Linked DNA regions of Pan troglodytes: region 2 is linked to region 1. A link is a contact called in public Hi-C data. All regions are on one chromosome and are shown on one strand. Each heading gives the region's core, a stretch centred on a gene start, on an enhancer-like site or on the middle of the called end of the contact. The rest is flanking DNA. Distances are from core to core; before and after follow the strand shown. Region 1 holds the start of SKAP2 (src kinase associated phosphoprotein 2). Region 2 holds the start of HOXA5 (homeobox A5).

Region 1 (4,086 bases), core at 1,093-3,592:
TTTAATACTTCATGTGTGTTTTAATATGTGATTTGCTTTAATAATATAAAATAGTGAAAATGTCAATAAAATGACTTTAAAATAATTTCAGATGTTATGCTAGTATATTACCTGACTAAAGAGAGAAGGCAGAAATATATTGGAAGTTAGCATTGGCAGATAATTTAAATATGTAATTTTGAGTTTTTAGTTAAATTACACAAATAAGGGCCACAGGAAATACTTGTGATCTATGTGGATAAGAGAATAAAGGTTCTCATGACCTACATATCATATTATCTGTGATTTATGATTATGGATCCAAATAACAAACTGTACTGTGGGAGGTACCAAGCTTTAAAACATGCACCCAGAGGTCTATATGTTATTTCTTAAATTCAAAAATACAGACATAGAATATCCTGAAAATGGTTTCATCTATTTTTGGAATAATGATAAACATTTTTCTGTGCTGGTTATTACAATAATATTCTGAACAAACAATTCCAGCATTGTAAAAACAAAAAATGTTAAGTGTAGTAAAACAAAATCAGTAGACATGTGATGCAATAAAGCTGCCTGAAGTCAGTCTTTAGACTTAACTATTTCCCTTAGTGGTACCCTTTAATGACAACAAGCATTTCTTAGAGTGAAAGACTATCCCACCACAAATGCATTCAACATACTGTACCATAATCATACAAACATAAGTCTACATTCATACACTTAATATTACACTACCATATTAATAATGCCAAGCACCAAAATTGAATGACAGAATATTAGGAGATTTGGACTCACATTGCTATAGGAGTAACATATAAAATGTGTCATCAAATGTCACATTTTAGATGACTGCCTTTTAAGAGCTAGAATAAGCAATCTGTAATCTAGTTATTCATAAACAATACTGAGAGATAAATATTTTATAGACATCTAAAACTAAAAATCAAAATTCAGTTTCCAGAATTCTGACGTACACAAGACAAAATAAATGATGGTTGAAATTCCAGAACATTAAGATAGGTAAGATTTGTGCTACCTTAAAAACATATATTTTCTACCTTGTACAGAAATATAAATTATTGGTTCTTAGTGAACATACACACCTCCGTATCCAGTAAATTAATGAACTAGTAGTGGATTCATAATGCTACTGAAGAACCACGTTTTTAGCTCCTAAAACAAGTTCCTATAAATGGTAATGTAAAACTGAAAAAGGGAAGATAAGGGTACAAAGATGAAGTACTTTCATCGTGTCACACAGGAAGTACAACTTTTAACATATCCTTCCTTTTTTGCTTTAGTATATTACTGAGGCTGGTGACAAGTGGCCATTTGAGAACCAGACCTTCTTCAAAAGTCTTAAACGTGAGTGAGCTGAATGTTTAAGAAAAATGGGAGTTTTAGAAATGACAAACTCTTTCACCCCATAACCCCTAACACCTGTGGCTCTGACAGCTCTTTGCATCTCTACATCCTCTACCTCCATTGGCCAGACCACCCAAGAACTACTTATTTGACTTCTGCTCCCTTCTGCCTGCTCACGCAGCATTCATTATCATTATCATTCTCTCTCCCTCTTCCACTTTTCCTCCCCCGCCCTTCTGACACACACACACACACACACACACACCGTCTTCACAATGCACATAGAAACGTCCTGATCCCATTTGTGTAGATCACCAAAAAGGGCTTCGCCACCATCCCCGCACCAAATTTCAACACACACGTCCACTCCCTTTCTGAGACAAAACAACCCCTCTCCTCTCCTCCCTGTGCCGACCCCACTGGCTAGAAGACGTGGGAAGCGCGGGGAGGGAGGATAAGGGCTCTGAATGCTTCTGTCCCCACCGGCTCACCGTTCCCTCGCCCCCGCCCCAACAGCATTATCGCCGCCTTCCCGCTCTTTACCTGCCAACAGGTTCCTAATTTCCTCAGGGAGGGGGTAGGGAGAGGAGGTGCTGCTGGGGTTGGGCATATTAGGGAGCGCAGGGCGTGCGGGGAAAGGACCTGCGCTGAAAAGGTGACCGACGGGGTCGGGCTGCGGCTGCGACCTAGACTCAGGCTAGCGGCCCGGATAAGAACAGCGGGGCTACGAGTCGGGACACTGCCGGGCCGGGGCTCACAACAAGGAAGTCACTGAATCTCCAGCGAGCTGCAGCTGGACTGTCGGCCCAGCCCCGCCCAGAGGGCCGGGGCGGGGAGATGGGTGGGAAGGGACACGAAGGGCCTGAGGGGTCCAACTACGCATGTGTATTCCTCGGTTTTCCCGGCCCCAGAAGAAAGAGCCTGTGGGCAAGCCACGCCCACCGCTACGCCGGGAAGCAGGAGGAGGAGCCACTGGTGGGAAGGGGGCGGACTGAGGCTGCGTCACCTGATGCTGCGTCACCTGATCCAGCGTCCGAAGCGCCTTACAGCCATTTTCGGTACTGGTGCCATCACAACTGCTGATCGTTTCTCCAGGATTCCAGAAAATAATGTATCCATGATACAGAGTGTATACAAGTTTGGCGATTACGCCTTCTGCGTAACAGTCAGTCCCACCGCAGTTTAACCCACAAGGAATTTTCTCTTGTCCTAAACTATTATGGCCTTCTTTGTCCGATTGAACGGAGGTAACGAAGTCTCGTCTTCCGCCAGTCGTCCGGGAGAAGCCAGTCTGGAGCCGCTCCGGAGCGCGCATTGTGATTGGCTCTTACATTACTTTTCTACCTAATTCGTAGCCTTGGGGTGACAGATTTTCCCCACTACAAGGAAGAATGGGAAGTTCTAAGCACCGTCCTTTGGCAGGAAAAAACAAACAAAACAAAACAAAAAAACAGAAGGCCGAATAGACATTGGCACCACTGTCCATCTACAAGAATCAAAAATAAAATTGCTGGTGGTGGTTAGTAGAATAAAATTATAAAATCTGCTCACTCCAACTTGACCATTTAGTCAACAAATACCGTCTTCTATCTGTAAAGCTTCTTAAAAGTTTTCTCTTTTAAAAAAAATGGCTTATTTAAAACCTTTAACAGGCAACATCTTTGTGCTTCCCAGATACTGCATTTTTTAACAAATTGAAGGTTTGTGGCAACCCTGCATCAAGCAAATCTGTGGGCGCCGTTTTTCCAAAAGCATGTGCTCAGTTCATGTCTCTGTCACATTTTGGTGATTCTAACAATATTTCAAACTTTTTCATTATTATTGTATATGTTATGGTGATCTTTGAAGTTACTATTATAATTACTTTGGGACATCACAAACAGCACCCATATAAGACAGTGACTGTAATCCACAAATGTGTGTGTTCTGACTGCTCTACCAACCCTATACCTTCCTCCATATCTCTCCCTCTCTTGGGCCTCCCCATTCCTTGAGACACAACAATATTGACATTAAGCCAATTAATAACCCTACGATGGCCTCTGAGTGTTCCAGTAAAAGAATCATTTTACTTTAAATCAAAAGCTTACTTTAAATCAAAAGCTAGAAATGATTAAGCTTAGTGAGGAAGGCATATTGAAAGCCGAGACAGACCAAAAGCTAGGGCTCTTGCACCAAACAGCCAGGTAGTGAATGCAAGGGAAAAGTCCTTGAAGGAAAGTAAAAATGCTACTCCAGTGAACACACGAATGATAAGAAAGTGAAGGAGGCTTATTGCTGGTAAAGAAACGTTTTCATGTTCTGGATAGAAGATCAAACCAGACATAACATTCCCTTAAGCCAACGCCTAATCGAGTGCAAGGCCCTAACTCTCTTCAAGTCTACGAAGGCTGAGAGGTAAAGAAGCTGCAGAAGAAAAGTTGGAAGTTAGCAGAGGTTGGTTCATGATGTTTAAGGAAATAAGCCATCTTCAGAGCATAAAATTGTAAGGTGAAGCAGCAAATGCTGGTGAAGCAGCTGCAGCAAGTTATCAAAAAGATCTAGCTAAGGCCAGGTGCAGTGGCTCATGCCTGTAATCCTAGCACTTTGGGAGGATGAGGCGGGCGGATCATGAGGTCAGGAGATCGGGACCATCCTGGCTAACACAGTGAAACCCCGTCTCTACTAAAAAAAAGATACAAAAAAAAAAGAAAATTAGCCGGGTGTGGTGGCAGGCGCCTGTAGGCCCAGCTACTC
Region 2 (4,086 bases), core at 1,108-3,607, 280 kb after region 1:
ATATAAATAAGTTAAAACATCTATTTTTTTTTTCAAGACAAAGCCATTCAGGACAAAGAGATGAACAGAAAGCAGATCTACTTATACAGGCGCTATAATGGCAATAAACAGGCTCATGATTAAAAGATGAATTAGGGCAACGAGAACAGGGCTTCTTCACAGAAGGAACACAAGGGAGTTTCAGAAAGTCACCTTAGTACTGACACTACGCGGGATCCGCTAATACTGCTCAGTACTTTAAACGCTCAGATACTCAGGGACGGAAGGCCCCTCCTGCCGCGGCCATGCTCATGCTTTTCAGCTTATTATCTTTTTTCCACTTCATTCTCCGGTTTTGGAACCAGATTTTAATTTGTCTCTCGGAGAGGCAAAGAGCATGTGCTATTTCAATCCTCCTTCTGCGGGTCAGGTAACGGTTGAAGTGGAACTCCTTCTCCAGCTCCAGGGTCTGGTAGCGCGTGTAGGCCGTCCGGGCCCTTTTGCCTTCCGGGCCGCCTATGTTGTCTGCAATAGAAAAGTCAGCGGTTTAGCCACCAACTCCTGTCTTCCAAAGTCCGCCAGGGGGACAAGCTTGGGTCCTGAGCAAGGAACCCAGGCGAAAAGCTCAACAAGTTCTGCCTACCAGCCCGCACACCCCTCCCGAATTTCCTTCCCTCTTCCTTTCTAGAAAGAAAACAATACGATTTGGACCCTGGGAACAATCTGCCCATCTGAGGCTGGGGCCGTGTCCCAGCGGACTCCGGCTTTCCCTGGCCCCTCTCCTGCCCCCTCCGCCCTGCCCCGGGCGCCCCGATCGGGAGGCACAGCCCTCCCAGGCTGCCCACCGCACAGAAACCCAGGAAGCAAGGCCCTTTCCTGAGCGCCCAAGTGGCCTTCGGGTCACCCTCCCTCAAAGTTCCAGCCCCGAGAGCCGCCTCCCGTTTCCAGCCTGCAGGGTTGGGGAGCCTGTTTTCTTCTTCTTCCCTTTCCTTCTCTCTCCCTCCTGCCCCCAAAATTCAGAATCCTGCAGGCTCTCGCCTCGATTCTTTCCCCCAAGCCCCTTTTCGGGGTCTGTAATTAGTAACGCTGTTTCCCCAGCGTAGCCCTCCTCATAAATTATCCGCCGTGACAAGCCCGATTCACGGCTGCTACTGCCATCCTCTACCTCTCTGCGCCTTGCTCGGCTGGCCTGACCCGGGAGCGCGTCCCAAGGCGCGGGGTTCCAGAGGGGTTTTTTGCTTCCTCCCCCTTCCAACGTCTAAACTGTCCCAGCGAACGCCCATTTCCCCCACTATTTGTGAGCGCAGGGTGCTCGCAAAGAAGAGGAGGAAGGAGGAAGGCAGGGGAGGGAGAACGGCAAGGAGAGCTCCGCAGGGCTGGGAGAAATGAGACCAAGAGACACTGGGAGAGGGCGGCAGAGAAGAGGGGGGGACCGAGAGCCGCGTCCCCGCGGTCGCGTGGATTTAGAAAAAGGCTGGCTTTACCATGACTTATGTGCAGCTTGCGCATCCAGGGGTAGATCTGGGGTTGGGCGGGCGGCGCCGGGCTCGGCTCGCTCTGCGCACTCGCCTGCTCGCTGCTGGCAGGGGCGTCCTCCTCGGCTCCGGACGCCGTGCCAACCCCCTCTCTGCTGCTGATGTGGGTGCTGCCGGCGTTGGCCGAGGCGCCGCTGGAGTTGCTCAGGGAGTTTTTCCCGCCGTGGTGGCTGTCGCTGCCGGGCGAGGGGGCCACGGCGGAGCAGGGCAGCGGATCGGGCGGAGGAGAGTGCGTGGACGTGGCCGGCTGGCTGTACCTGGGCTCGGCGGGCGCCGCGCTGGCGCTGGCAGCGTAGCTGCGGGCGCGCTCTCCGGAGCCAAAGTGGCCGGAGCCCGAGCGGCCGACGCTGAGATCCATGCCATTGTAGCCGTAGCCGTACCTGCCGGAGTGCATGCTCGCCGAGTCCCTGAATTGCTCGCTCACGGAACTATGATCTCCATAATTATGCAACTGGTAGTCCGGGCCATTTGGATAGCGACCGCAAAATGAGTTTACAAAATAAGAGCTCATTTGTTTTTTGATATGTGTGCTTGATTTGTGGCTCGCGGTCGTTTGTGCGTCTATAGCACCCTTGCACAATTTATGATGAATTATGGAAATGACTGGGACATGTACTTGGTTCCCTCCTACGTAGGCACCCAAATATGGGGTACGACTTCGAATCACGTGCTTTTGTTGTCCAGTCGTAAATCCTGCCTGATGACCTCTAGAGGTAAACTCGTGCACTAATGGGGGAGTTGGGTGGAGGCGAGAAGGGTGGCGCGCGCGCCCCGGGCGCGTGCCCGCCGCCAGTTGCCGCCGTTCAGCCGGACTCGAGCGCCACCCGCTGGAGGCAGGGCTCATCGCCCAGCTTCCGACCGGGGGCTGCAAGGGCCGGGGTCGAATTGAGGTTACAGCCCATTATGGCAAAATTATTGCATTTCCCTCGCAGTTCCATTAGGATGTACCAATTGTTAGGCCGTCAGCTGCCGATCGCGCGCCCGGCGAGGATGCAGAGGATTGGGGGGAGGTGGTGACTTGCATTTTATTTACAACAACTTTATTTCCCCCGTTTTGCAGCCCCTCTTATTTTTGTGTCGAGGTTGGGGTCGGTACTGACCGTCCTGCCAGCAGCTCTGAATTTTGAAAATACAGATATCACCTTCGGGGAAGGGGGAAAGCCATTTAGCCAATTGGAGAAATAAATCCTGCCCGCAGCAGCAGCAGCTACAATTACGGCTCTGTTTTTGCGAGCGCATGAGGGACAGTGTCCCTGCCGCTCTTAAATGACAGGCGTCTATTAAAGATAGCTTTTGTGTAGTGTTTCTCCAAGGCGAGGTCAAATTCCATACACTTTTATAACCGTAGTCGATTTTTCTTTCATGTGAATATGGTTTTCGTGTCATTAGTTTGCGATTTGATTTGCTTACGTATCCAGCCTGGAAAATCTTCATCACAGGGTCCGGTTCCTCGAGCCAGCCGGGCCCCAAGTCGGAGGGTTCTCCTTGAACCCAGCGAGTGGGCCCAGGCTCCCTGCAGCCACAGAGGCTGCTTGGGGTCTGGGGATCCGTGGGGCGGGTTACTGGGGTCTTGCTTAGACCTCCAGGAGTAAAATGAGGGCGATAATGGAAGCATTCCTTGGCAATGCCTAGTATCTCTGTAGTTATTTTCCACGGCTCCGAAAGACTCAAGTAAATCACAAACATAGCTGAGAGGCAAGTGGAGTCTCCCCGCTGGAGGCCCGGCGTTGCAGGCGCCCCTGGCACGTCTGGAAGCCAGGACTCTGGCGGCTCCCATGGCCCTGGGCCCCTCGTTGGGTCCTGAACGCTGCTGTGGCGGCGACGCGGGCGCTATCGGAGGCTGGGAGCGGGAATCCGGAGCCGGGAGCCTGAGGGAGCCCAGGGGCTCCCCGGGCTGTAATGTTCCACCCGCGCCCAGGTTAACTCGCCTCGGCTGAGGCTGCTTCTCTTCCACTGACGGTTGCACACGCGGGACCGAGAGACTGGGCTCTGTTGGGGCCCCCTTTGTTCCTCGAGCTTCCTTCCTGTTCTGGGAGGCGGCTTGGGAGGCCGCGACAAGGCCGGGCTCCAGCTCTTGGACCCCCTCTTTCCACTGGCCAGAGATGATTTGATGATGCCCTTCGGGACTTACTGGCGAGGGACCTAGGCAGAGACGCCCAGACACGAAACGGGGCTCGGCCCAGGGCTCTTTCCTCCCCAGCAGCCCCGCGTCCCGAGGTCGGGGAGCTCAGAGACACTAGCACAGGAGCCCCAGACGCATTCAGGGCGCACCCCAGAACTCCGGAGCCGGTTTGGGCATCCTTGTGGAGCGGGACTGGGTGTGTGCAGTGCGCCCCGCTCCACCGCTGGTATTGGCTGTGTGTGAGGTTTTGTTTTGTTTTGTTTTGTAAGAAATAAATGCACAGACGCTTGCAAAGCTCCGGGCTCCCCTGAAGCTGCGGAAGCCCCCAGATGGGAGCAGGCGGGGAGAAAAGTTGGGGAACAGGCGAGGGCAAGGGGGCAAAGCCGAAGGAGGTTGCAGCGCTGGCCTGGTCCCTGCCCAGGCATCTACTCGCCCGCTTTTGCCTCTGAG

What was found. A called contact is a pair of places that touch in the nucleus more often than the background predicts.
Region 2: a Hi-C map of stem cell-derived neural progenitor cells shows a contact between it and region 1, with 4 times the contacts expected there. The contact joins the promoter of HOXA5 here to the promoter of SKAP2 in region 1. A contact is called at or near these places in 4 of 7 Hi-C or Micro-C datasets (blood, induced pluripotent stem cells and stem cell-derived neural progenitor cells) and 1 of 1 datasets of contacts at active chromatin or transcription factors (stem cell-derived excitatory neurons).

What each region holds. Positions count from the first base shown.
Region 1 is chr6:32,665,994-32,670,079 of NHGRI_mPanTro3-v2.0_pri, forward strand. SKAP2 (src kinase associated phosphoprotein 2) reads right to left here and starts at 2,343. Exons shown (of 13, transcript XM_009452811.4): 1 at 1,894-2,343. The coding sequence starts at 1,960.
Region 2 is chr6:32,945,690-32,949,775 of NHGRI_mPanTro3-v2.0_pri, forward strand. HOXA5 (homeobox A5) reads right to left here and starts at 2,358. Exons shown (of 3, transcript XR_010158821.1): 1 at 1,464-2,358; 2 at 193-504. The region is part of intron 1 of LOC134810528 (a long non-coding RNA gene); the gene reads left to right. HOXA6 (homeobox A6) reads right to left here. Exons shown (of 2, transcript XM_003318365.6): 2 at 4,062-4,086. The coding sequence ends at 4,062.